Linked DNA regions of Capsicum annuum: region 1 is linked to region 2. Evidence: chromatin contacts called from public Hi-C data. All regions are on one chromosome and are shown on one strand. Each heading gives the region's core, a stretch centred on a gene start, on an enhancer-like site or on the middle of the called end of the contact. The rest is flanking DNA. Distances are from core to core; before and after follow the strand shown. Region 1 has its middle 28 kb from the start of LOC107878125. Region 2 has its middle 64 kb from the start of LOC107878125.

Region 1 (4,896 bases), core at 557-3,056, 38 kb before region 2:
AAACCAAGAATGATCGTTTTTTTTTTGCCAACACCAAACCACTCAAACCAAACCATAAGTCGGTTTTTTTCCTCGGTTTGATTTGATTCATCGATTCGGTTTGACTTTACGGTTCGGTTTGTACACCTCTAGTTTTCATCATCTTTCTTTAGTTAATCCGAAAATAAAAGAATTGAGTATTCAATTTAAAATTCTAAAAAGAGTTAATCACTTAATTAATACATTCATGATTCCCCTGCAGGTACATTTATACAGTTTATATACTCAATAAAGATTTTCAACAGTTTTGTCAACAAACCAATAGAAATTCTGTCTAGTTATGTTTGGTATTAGGTGCCTGCCATACAAAATCAACATTTAGGGTCTCCCAAAATAGGTCAATTAATATTTTATCTTAAAATGAGGGGACAAAAATAAAATATTGGAGATATATCAGACAAATATTTAATAAACTAGAAAATGTGGACACTTCGTTATTGACCAAATATGACAAAATAAATAAATGAATGTTGTTTTATGATGTGATTAATAATTAAAAGATGGTATAGTTTCACATGAAGCAATTCAAGAAGCAGGCAATCCACCAGGTAAAATGGCTTTTGTCTCCTTAATTAATTCCACATTCCTTCATTTGGAGGATTAAATTCAAAGTATCCCTAATCCGAATTTTGAACTAATTCTTTTTAAATCCCTCTGATCAATTATTTGCATTCATATTTTTGTTTTTACATGAGTTTAAGTTATATATAGTGTATACGAATATAAAGTTTTTTCCTAGCCAGGGGCGGATCCAGAATTTTAAGTGAGGAAGTTCAGTAGTACATATACGGACTAGTCGAAGGGGGTTCAACCTCTATTATTTATACATAATTTTTTTTTTTTTACTATGTAAAAATAGTATAATTTTTCGACGAAGGGGGTTTGAATGAACCTCCTGGAATACATGTACATCCGCCACTGTTCCTAGCATTAAAGTACACAAATGATATATACGGTTAAATTTGTTTAAGATACAAAATTTGTATACTTGAAAATAAGAATGAGTAGATAGTATCATGATACTAGCGTGTATATATATATATATATATATATATATATATAACTTAATAAACCAGATGCATACATATTAGTAGTCATATCTGAAAGCATTGGGTTCGATTAAAATTTCAAAACTCTTCCTAAATTCGCTTCTATTAGAAATACACCTACGAATATGATTGAGCGAAGAAAAAGACTTCTTGATTAGACGCGTGAAATTAGCTAAACATTTTATTCAAGCGAATATTGAGCGAAAATGAATAGTTTTGTGTCTATTAACAATTCCTTCCATCATTTGAAAGAGTATTTAGATGTCACTCAGAAGAAGAAGTGCAAGGAAGTTTGCATGAATTTTCTATAATAAGTAATTGTGATTCTAGGACACAACGATCCTAAAGAGAATTAGATAGCTAACGTAAGTCTTTCCTTGTTTCAATTTTGCCCATTACTTTTAAAGCTAAGCATCTAGATGTTGCTAAATGAATAAAAATAATCTTATCAACGTCCATAAATAATAAATTATCGATCGAACTGTTTAATAAAAAATTTTTTAAGTGTTATCATAAACTTTGTATTGACTAAATTTGTGATTTTGAGAGATTCATCGTTCCTAATCCCTGTTTCACCTTCTTATTATTATTATTTAAATAAGTAAAAGTTTTAATCAATAAAACGTCGATTACGATTTATGAGCAACTAGTAGATGTGACTTCAAACTTGCACGGTATTTTTTCTAAAACGAAAAAAAAAATCATGTCCAAACCGTGTGCATATGGTACTCTCACACTAGCTGTCAATGTACATGTTGAAAGTGACAACGTTACAACGTACTTGGTGTGTGCTCAAATTGTTGTCATTTTCTTTTTTGTTGGTTTAAAAAAAATGTTATCTTTCCTTATTTGATAACTATTTGAACATACTATTTCACTTTTACCCTTATTAAGTCCACCTACTTAATTAAAGATAATAATAATACATTTTTTACTAAGGACAATATGATAAACATCATCAAGTCTTTCTTTATTTCTTAAACTCCATACCCAATCAAATTATAACACAAAATAAAACGGAGGGGAGTACTTTTTTCTTCATGCCTTTATGATTCTCATGAGTGTAGCATTTAACAATGTAAAAGGCCCCCTAAAATTATGGTCGACATAATTCATTATGATTCGTTCAATTCGATTAAGTTAATAATCATTCTAATTATTAACATAATTTATATTAAAGTCAATAATAATTCTATTTTAGTTCTTGTTTGGTCATAAATTTTAATGTTGAAGTTTAAAGATTAAAAAATTGAATTTTTAAAAGTTGTGATCTTTGAAATTTGAAGTTGTTATTTAGACATATATTTTCCTTGAAAAAAGTTGAAGTTTTCTAAGTAAAAAGTATTGAAATTTTAATTAAATTTCATAACCAAACAGATATTTAAAAATAAATTTTTAAAAGTATACTTTCAATATCTATGACCAAATACCCGCTCAATCAAACATATACGTTCATTCGACACCCACCAACTAAAACTTATGCGGTGTCTCTCACGCAAAACCAATGATCACTATTTCTATTTCCCTCGCCCCCTCTTATTATTATTATTAATATTCTGGAGGTAATATTTTGACCGTAGGTCCATGTTGAGACCATCATTGAATAAATCAGTTTGGGATAGATTTTTCAAATACTTTAGCACAAATTTTTATGAACCAAGTGTGTTTGTGCTTATAATTATTATAATATAATACTTGAGAAAAGGCTTTAATATAATCCCAGTAAGTGAAATTGGCAAGTGTTTGGCCCATTGGTCCCATTGGCATAGATCGTTGAGTCATTGACGAAATTCCCCGTTGCTTTGGTTCGGTCTTCCGACTTAGGCTTAATCTAATATTATTATATGGTCTGGTAGGCTGAGTGGCATACCCCAGCCTAAGAGATCCTGTACATGATATCAGAGCCTGTGAATTTTCATAGTAAATATGTTAAGTGAGGTGAAGATTTTTAGCATAGGTATAAGACTTTTATAACTATGGATATGGGAGAAGTTAGTACTAAAAGTACAAAACTCGAAGAGGTAGATTTACCTCAAGATATGGATCTACTGAATAAATGGACAATTCCAAAAGTTGAATTAAAAACCATATATGAATATGGATTTTTTGATAAAATAAACTTTCTCTCTCCCTCTCTCTCTTTGTAATATATTTAAGAATTAAATAAAGAAGAAACTACTTGTTTACTACTATTTCAGTTTGGTTCCCGGCTAGTCCGGTACATATCTCTTTACTACTTATATTCATTTACTTAAACTTCTACCATAGTCCAGCCGTGACTATGCCCAGCTAAAATATTTTCTTATATCTATGTTGAAGATCTAACCTCGCTGACATGTTGACTATGAAAGCTCCAAACTCTATCAAAATATAAAAGAATCTTTTTAATTTCTTGACTTGGTTTCAAAGTGGAGGTACAGTCGAGTTCAATACACTTATGTTAACCTTGTCTCTGTGACGCCGTCTAGTAAGTTGTGCTTCTCTAGTCCGTATTATTGAGAAAATGGCGAATTTCCGCACAATTAGAACTTCTAGACACACAGGTTCAACATAAGGTTATTAAATCTCTGACAAAAACCATGTCCTAAAGGTTTTCCATTTTTCAGAAAAAAATTCTTTCTGAATATATTTTCTTGCCTGAGAACCAGGACTAAAATCAATAAGTTGTGTCATCATGGTTAAACAGAATTGATGTCAAAATCCATTTCAGACGGGGTAGGATTTTCATTATCAAAATCTTGAACTATATTAGTTTTTGAGTTGAATTTTATCTTTTCTACACCTTTAGGTGTAGTATGCGAATCTGCAGAATTAATAGTATGCAAAGATGCCGCTCGATTCCTAGCTGGACCATACTGAGGTTCTATAGGAGAAATATGATGAATAGAAGAAAGTCTTTGTGGTATTGAGAAAGAATTTCTATAGACCGGGGGATTACTATCAAATTGTAGACAAATTCGTCCATCTGGATTTTGAGTTACTTGTGTTAACTCTAGTAGTCTCCATGCTTCTTCAGAATTTTCTTGTCCGGGAATATGCTGATTTTCAATATATAATATAAGTTCTCTAGCATCCAGTTTTTCATATGAAGGCTTATCTTCAGAATTTTCTTGAACTATGGATGCAAAAGAATCTGTAATTTTTTGTTGATCTGATAGATAAGATTGCAGTTGTTTGTATAATGGATGATTTTCAGGAATGTCTTCTAAATGTACAGAAGAACCAATAGTCAGAGTTTTGGATGATGAAGATTCATCTCGAGGAATTTTTGAATTAATTAAAGTTCAACTTTCCAGAGAAGAAGTGTAGAAAGAACTTCATTATATTTGTAAACATTAATCACTTAAGTCAATATCAAACCAATAAATTTCTTTTTCAAGGAATTCGTCGTGGTGAACAAAATTTTCTTCTTCTATTAGGCTACGAATTAGAGTTTCAAGCATGGAGACTACTCAAAAATTACCTTACTGCCAACGTATATTTTACTGGCGAATCATACAAAACTCGAACTTATTATGAACATATATTAGTGCAAACCTTCAGTGCAACCTTTGATCACAGCCCCCTCGGAGAAACTACCCCTGGAGTTCATGGATACTCCAAAATGGTAATTAAAAAACTTATTCCTATTGAAGAATGGGGAATTTCGTCAATGACTCAACGATCTATGCCAATGGGACCAATGGGCCAAACACTTGCCAATTTCACTTACTGGGATTATATTAAAGCCTTTTCTCAAGTATTATATTATAATAATTATAAGCACAAACACACTTGGTTCATAAAAATTTGTGCTAAAGTATTTGAA
Region 2 (4,971 bases), core at 2,365-4,864:
AGTATAAATATATTTAGTATAAATATAATATACAATAAGTAACCCAAATCGCCAAATGTCATATGAGTTATGAGTTATGTCCCTAACCCTAAGCATTGATTTCAACACTGGTTGTTGACTTGTTTCAGACTTTCAACGGCGCTTCGAGGAGACGAGACAACGAGTGTCGAGTTTTCGGCTGCAGTTATATATCATGTTAAGCTTATGGTTAGTTCATTTCATGCATGTTGAGTTATCTATATTTGGAATTGAAAAATAGGTTTGAAAAAAATTATTTCTCTAGATAAATCACCAATTTTAAATGTACAGTCATGACAAAGAAAGATTCACTACTTTAATCTTCAAAATCGAAATAAGAATTCGAAATAATCGAACCAAATTTGTAGAAATCAAACCAAATCAAATTTATTTACGGTTGTCACTTTCGTCAATCCAAAAATTTAAAAATCAAATCGATGTTAATCAACCAAATCAAACAAATTAGAATGCTCACCCCTAGCCTTCAGTCATGAAAATCAACATAAGTTGGAGTTAGAGTTGAAGTTAGATTCGAGGTTGTGTTAGGTCATATCTTTTTAAGACTTTTGTAACTATAAAGGTGAAGTTGAAATTTGAGAAAAATTCAACAATTTTTCACTTTTTCAAATAGAACTTCAATTTTTATTTTACGGCCAAATATCATTTTCTTAATAAAATGAAAAAAAAAAAAAGTGAAGAATTCTCATGATCAAGAGAGCTATATGTTGGTGAGAATATGGTTTAAAGATTGATAAAAAAATCATATGAATTATAAATTTTATTTAAATATAAAATAAATGGTTGGTAATATAAATGGTGAGGTTCGTTATACAAAATATAAACTTATGGATTAATATTTGTATTTGAAAATTTTCAGATCATGATTTGAAATTCTCAAATCATGTTTTTTTGGAGAATTTAAAATTTTTTATCATGATATAAAATTATAAGATGAAATTGCATAATCAAACTGTAATTTCATCTCATAATTTTATGTCATAAACATAAATCACATATTCAAACGCCTACCAGAGGTAATCTCGAATAAAAAGAGCAAAAGTCGAAGCATGGAAGAAAGAAAAGATAGGGACATTTTTCGTAAATAGGGAAAAAGCATCATTTTCACCCCATACTATACAAGAAAAGTCGAAGCCACATCTAAACTATATAAGTGACATATTACACACTTTAACTATATAAAAGTGATATTATTACCTCTCCGCGACCCCCATTCTATGGCGCGTGTGTTACACTTATTTTAGGCACGTCCAACCTATTAAATAACAAAAGTAAACGGCTAAAAACATTAAGGGAAAAGGCATCGTTTCCACCCTAAACTATAGTCGAAAAGTTGAATCCACACCTAAAATATATAAATGACCTATTACACACCTTAACTATAAAAAAAGTGATACTTTTTACTCCCTAGATCTGACGTGAAAAATACATAATTATTTAAATAAAAAATGACGCGTTTAAATTTAAAAATTAATGCAAAAAATTTTAAAAAAATTAAAATACTCCTCCTCTAACCCCCAGCATCCATCTCCCCACTCTCACCCCCAAACAATCATCTTCTTCATCACCCCCACCCCCCAAAACCATCATCTTCTTCATCACCCCCCACCCCGAAACTCCAACTCTAATCTCAAACCATCTTCTTCTTCATCACCCCCACCCCAACCTACACAGTTTCTTCATCACCCCACCTCCAAATTTCAACTCCATCCCCAAATAACATAATTCATCATCCACCTTTATCGAATTAATGTCAATTTCACAATGAACAAAATCAAATTGTATTTGATATTTAAACGGGCAAAACAAAATTTTATAAAAAAAATAAAATTTTGTAGCAAGGATGTTTTCCGGTGAATTCTCATCGGAAAAGTCGGATTCGTCGACTTTCTCCTCTCTGTCTGTTAATTATTAATCCATCCAAAAATGGAGCTTGCTACCATATTAGTTTTTTTTACAAAAAATTATAGCTGGAACACAAATAGAAAAAATACGAAAATGTCTTGGTCATTACCATTTAAAACACAGAGGTCAACAGACGAATGACCATTTTTTGAAACAATAATGGTCATTATAGCTGGGAATTTTTTTATTTTTTTTTTAAGAAAAGACGATGGGTCACGGATGAAGATCAATGTTAGAAGAAATTAATTGTTATGGTAATTTTGTTGGTGGGATAAAGTTTATGGTGGTGAATATGGTGTAATGGAGGTAATGGAGATTTTGAACATTGCCAACAATGGAGGTTTTAGACATCGAAGAAGCAGGGAAAAAAATTAAATTAAAAAGAAAAAAATTATGAAAATAATAAATTTATTATTTTTTGAATTATGCTGACGTGGCGTTGACGTGGTGCTGATGTGGCAGCGCGTGTAAAACACCACACCATATGTAAGTGGTATAATGCCTGACACGATATAAAAAATATCACTTTTTTATAGTTAAGGTGTGTAATAAATCACTCATATAATTTAGGTGTGAATTCGACTTTTCAATTATAATTTGAAATGAAAAGGATGCTTTTTCCCTAAATTAAAACCTATGAAGGGAAAAACATGTTGCTCCCACAGCTAACACCCCTTCATTCTCTCTTCATGTATATCTCACTCTCTCTTCTTTAGCCCTCTCAGAATTTATTGCCAATGTATTACCCAAAAAAAAAAAAAAACAGAACCTTGTTATTGAGCTCGCATTTTGAATGTGAAAACTCGTGTGAGAAATGTTGCTTTCAAAATGGACTCTATAATAACCGGACCAGGTCTTTCTCCTTGATTGTGAAAAGACCATCGCGATGATCACTCATATGGGGTCTCCTGATTGCGACTCATTGGAATATCATTGGGCTCCATTATGAATACAAAACATCTTATACTTAATCCGTTTCTAAAATAATGCTGTTTTTAATTTGGACAAAATGAGCGAATGAATTTTTATATTTGTCCTGATTTGTAAAGCAGACACTTTTACTTACCTTTTTTTCATTTGAATTCTTAAACCCTCAACACATAATATTTTTAAAATGAAATATTCAGAATATATATATAACAACACCCACATCCATCTCTCAAAATACTTACTCAACCAAATAACTTAATTCATTCATCATTAATCTAAAAAAAAATAATCAAAGTAATTGATTCAATTTTTGGCATAATTCTTGAATTTAGATTTGAATTTGTGGGTTCAGGTAACATTCCTATATATACAAATTTTGGCAGTGATGAGCTCGACAACAGTGGTTACTTAATATGATTTTGTATATGAGCAACGTGTGTGCTCTTTTGACTATGAAAAGAATTGTGCCTTCTTTGAATGGGTTGTGCATTCAAGTCTTGAAATGGTATTAGAGAACCCATTCTTTTGTGGCCTTTTGCGGGTGGGTCGGCGAGTGCGGGAGGTGTGGGGGATGGGGGGTGGAGAAGGGGTTAGGACATGGAGGAAGGAAAGAGAATTAGGGGTTTGTGGAGATGGCGATAGAGGTTTTTGGTAATGGAAATAGAGGAAGAAGGAAATGTGTGTATCTGTTTGTATGTTTGACAGTAAGAAGAAGATGTGAAAGAGGGGGAGGGGGGAACGGCTGGAGGGGGTGGTGCTGGAGAGAGTGGGTGGGGAATGGCTGGTTGGTGGTGCGGGGTAGGTGAAGAAGAAGTTGGGATTTTTTTTTCTTTTTTTTAATTTATAAAATATTTTTTTAAAAAAATATTTTTAAACACAGTTTTCCCTTCATTTGCTGAAAAATGCATTTTTTATAATCAATTTAATGTCACATATGTAAAAAATAATTTAAAATATTATATTTTGATGGATTTAGAGAGTTAAATGACGAAAAGATAAAAGAAATGTCCACTTTTACAAATAAAAACAAGTATAGGGTTCATTAAATCAAATAGACGGAGAAAGTACTTTATTAATTATTTTCTCCGTTTTAAATTATTTGTCTTAATTTTTTTAATTTAATTTCTTATTTTATTTGTTTTTTTCATTAATCAAGAAGAGATCAAATTATTTTTTCATGTTTTATTCTTTGTATTAATTTTTTTCTTCAAATTAAAATGTAAAAATTATTTAATAGGGATATTATGATAAATTAAGTATATTATTAATTATTTTTCTTAATCAATATCATCTTAATTTGAGACAAATAATTTAAGACGGAAGGAGTACATGAAACTGTCCTTATTTAAAAAGGAGTAGAATTAGAAGAACATTATTAACTTCTTCATTTTCTGAAATATCACCTATTTAAATTCTAAATAAATAAAAAAGATAAACATCAGTTAATTAACAATGAGGGATCTCTTATAATTAAAAAAATAAGTAAAAAGCCGGGTTACTCTTTATTTCCAAAAAATTATGAGCAAACACCTACTAATTGGGACCTACTCTTCTCACGTGTCGTTCTCTCTATGCTTCCAGCAGTAATTTATTTTTATTTTATTTGTACAAGCCTATATAGTGAGTATTTCTTTTCTTTTCTTTTTCTATTATATAGAAGAGGTGGTTTCGATCACCTCTTGCAATTGTCAAAAAATCAATTATTTTTACTTAATTATATATCATATTTTAATATATAATAATTTTATTATTTCATTATAGCGGTTTAAATATTTAATATATTCTATTAATTTATATTAATTAATTATAACTACATATTGAAAGTAAAATTTATTTATTTATGTAATTGTCTATCATGTTCAAAATCAATTTGTTATCACAAATCATAATAATTAATAACTTAAAATATTTAAAAGACATACAGAAATTTTATTGACTCTAACAAAAAAAAAAACTCTACTCCCACTTAATTACATACCATGCCCCAATATATAACAATTCCATTGTTTTATCATAATGATTTAAATATTTAATACATTCTATTAATTTATATTAATTAACTATAACTACATATTGGAAGTAAAAAAAAATTATTTATTT

What was found. A called contact is a pair of places that touch in the nucleus more often than the background predicts.
Region 1: a contact with region 2 is called in a Hi-C map of leaf, with 2.4 times the contacts expected there. The contact joins two enhancer-like sites. A contact is called at or near these places in 3 of 5 Hi-C or Micro-C datasets (leaf and placenta).

The regions. Positions count from the first base shown.
Region 1 is chr7:148,809,326-148,814,221 of UCD10Xv1.1, reverse strand. No RefSeq gene overlaps it. Among protein-coding and RNA genes, the nearest start is that of LOC107878125, 28 kb to the left of the region's middle. Within about 2 kb of position 1,806, at least 4 of the 5 cell types and tissues checked have an H3K27ac peak or open chromatin away from gene starts, as enhancers often do. A contact at or near this core is called in leaf, where this site is marked.
Region 2 is chr7:148,772,709-148,777,679 of UCD10Xv1.1, reverse strand. No RefSeq gene overlaps it. Among protein-coding and RNA genes, the nearest start is that of LOC107878125, 64 kb to the left of the region's middle. Within about 2 kb of position 3,614, at least 5 of the 5 cell types and tissues checked have an H3K27ac peak or open chromatin away from gene starts, as enhancers often do. A contact at or near this core is called in leaf, where this site is marked.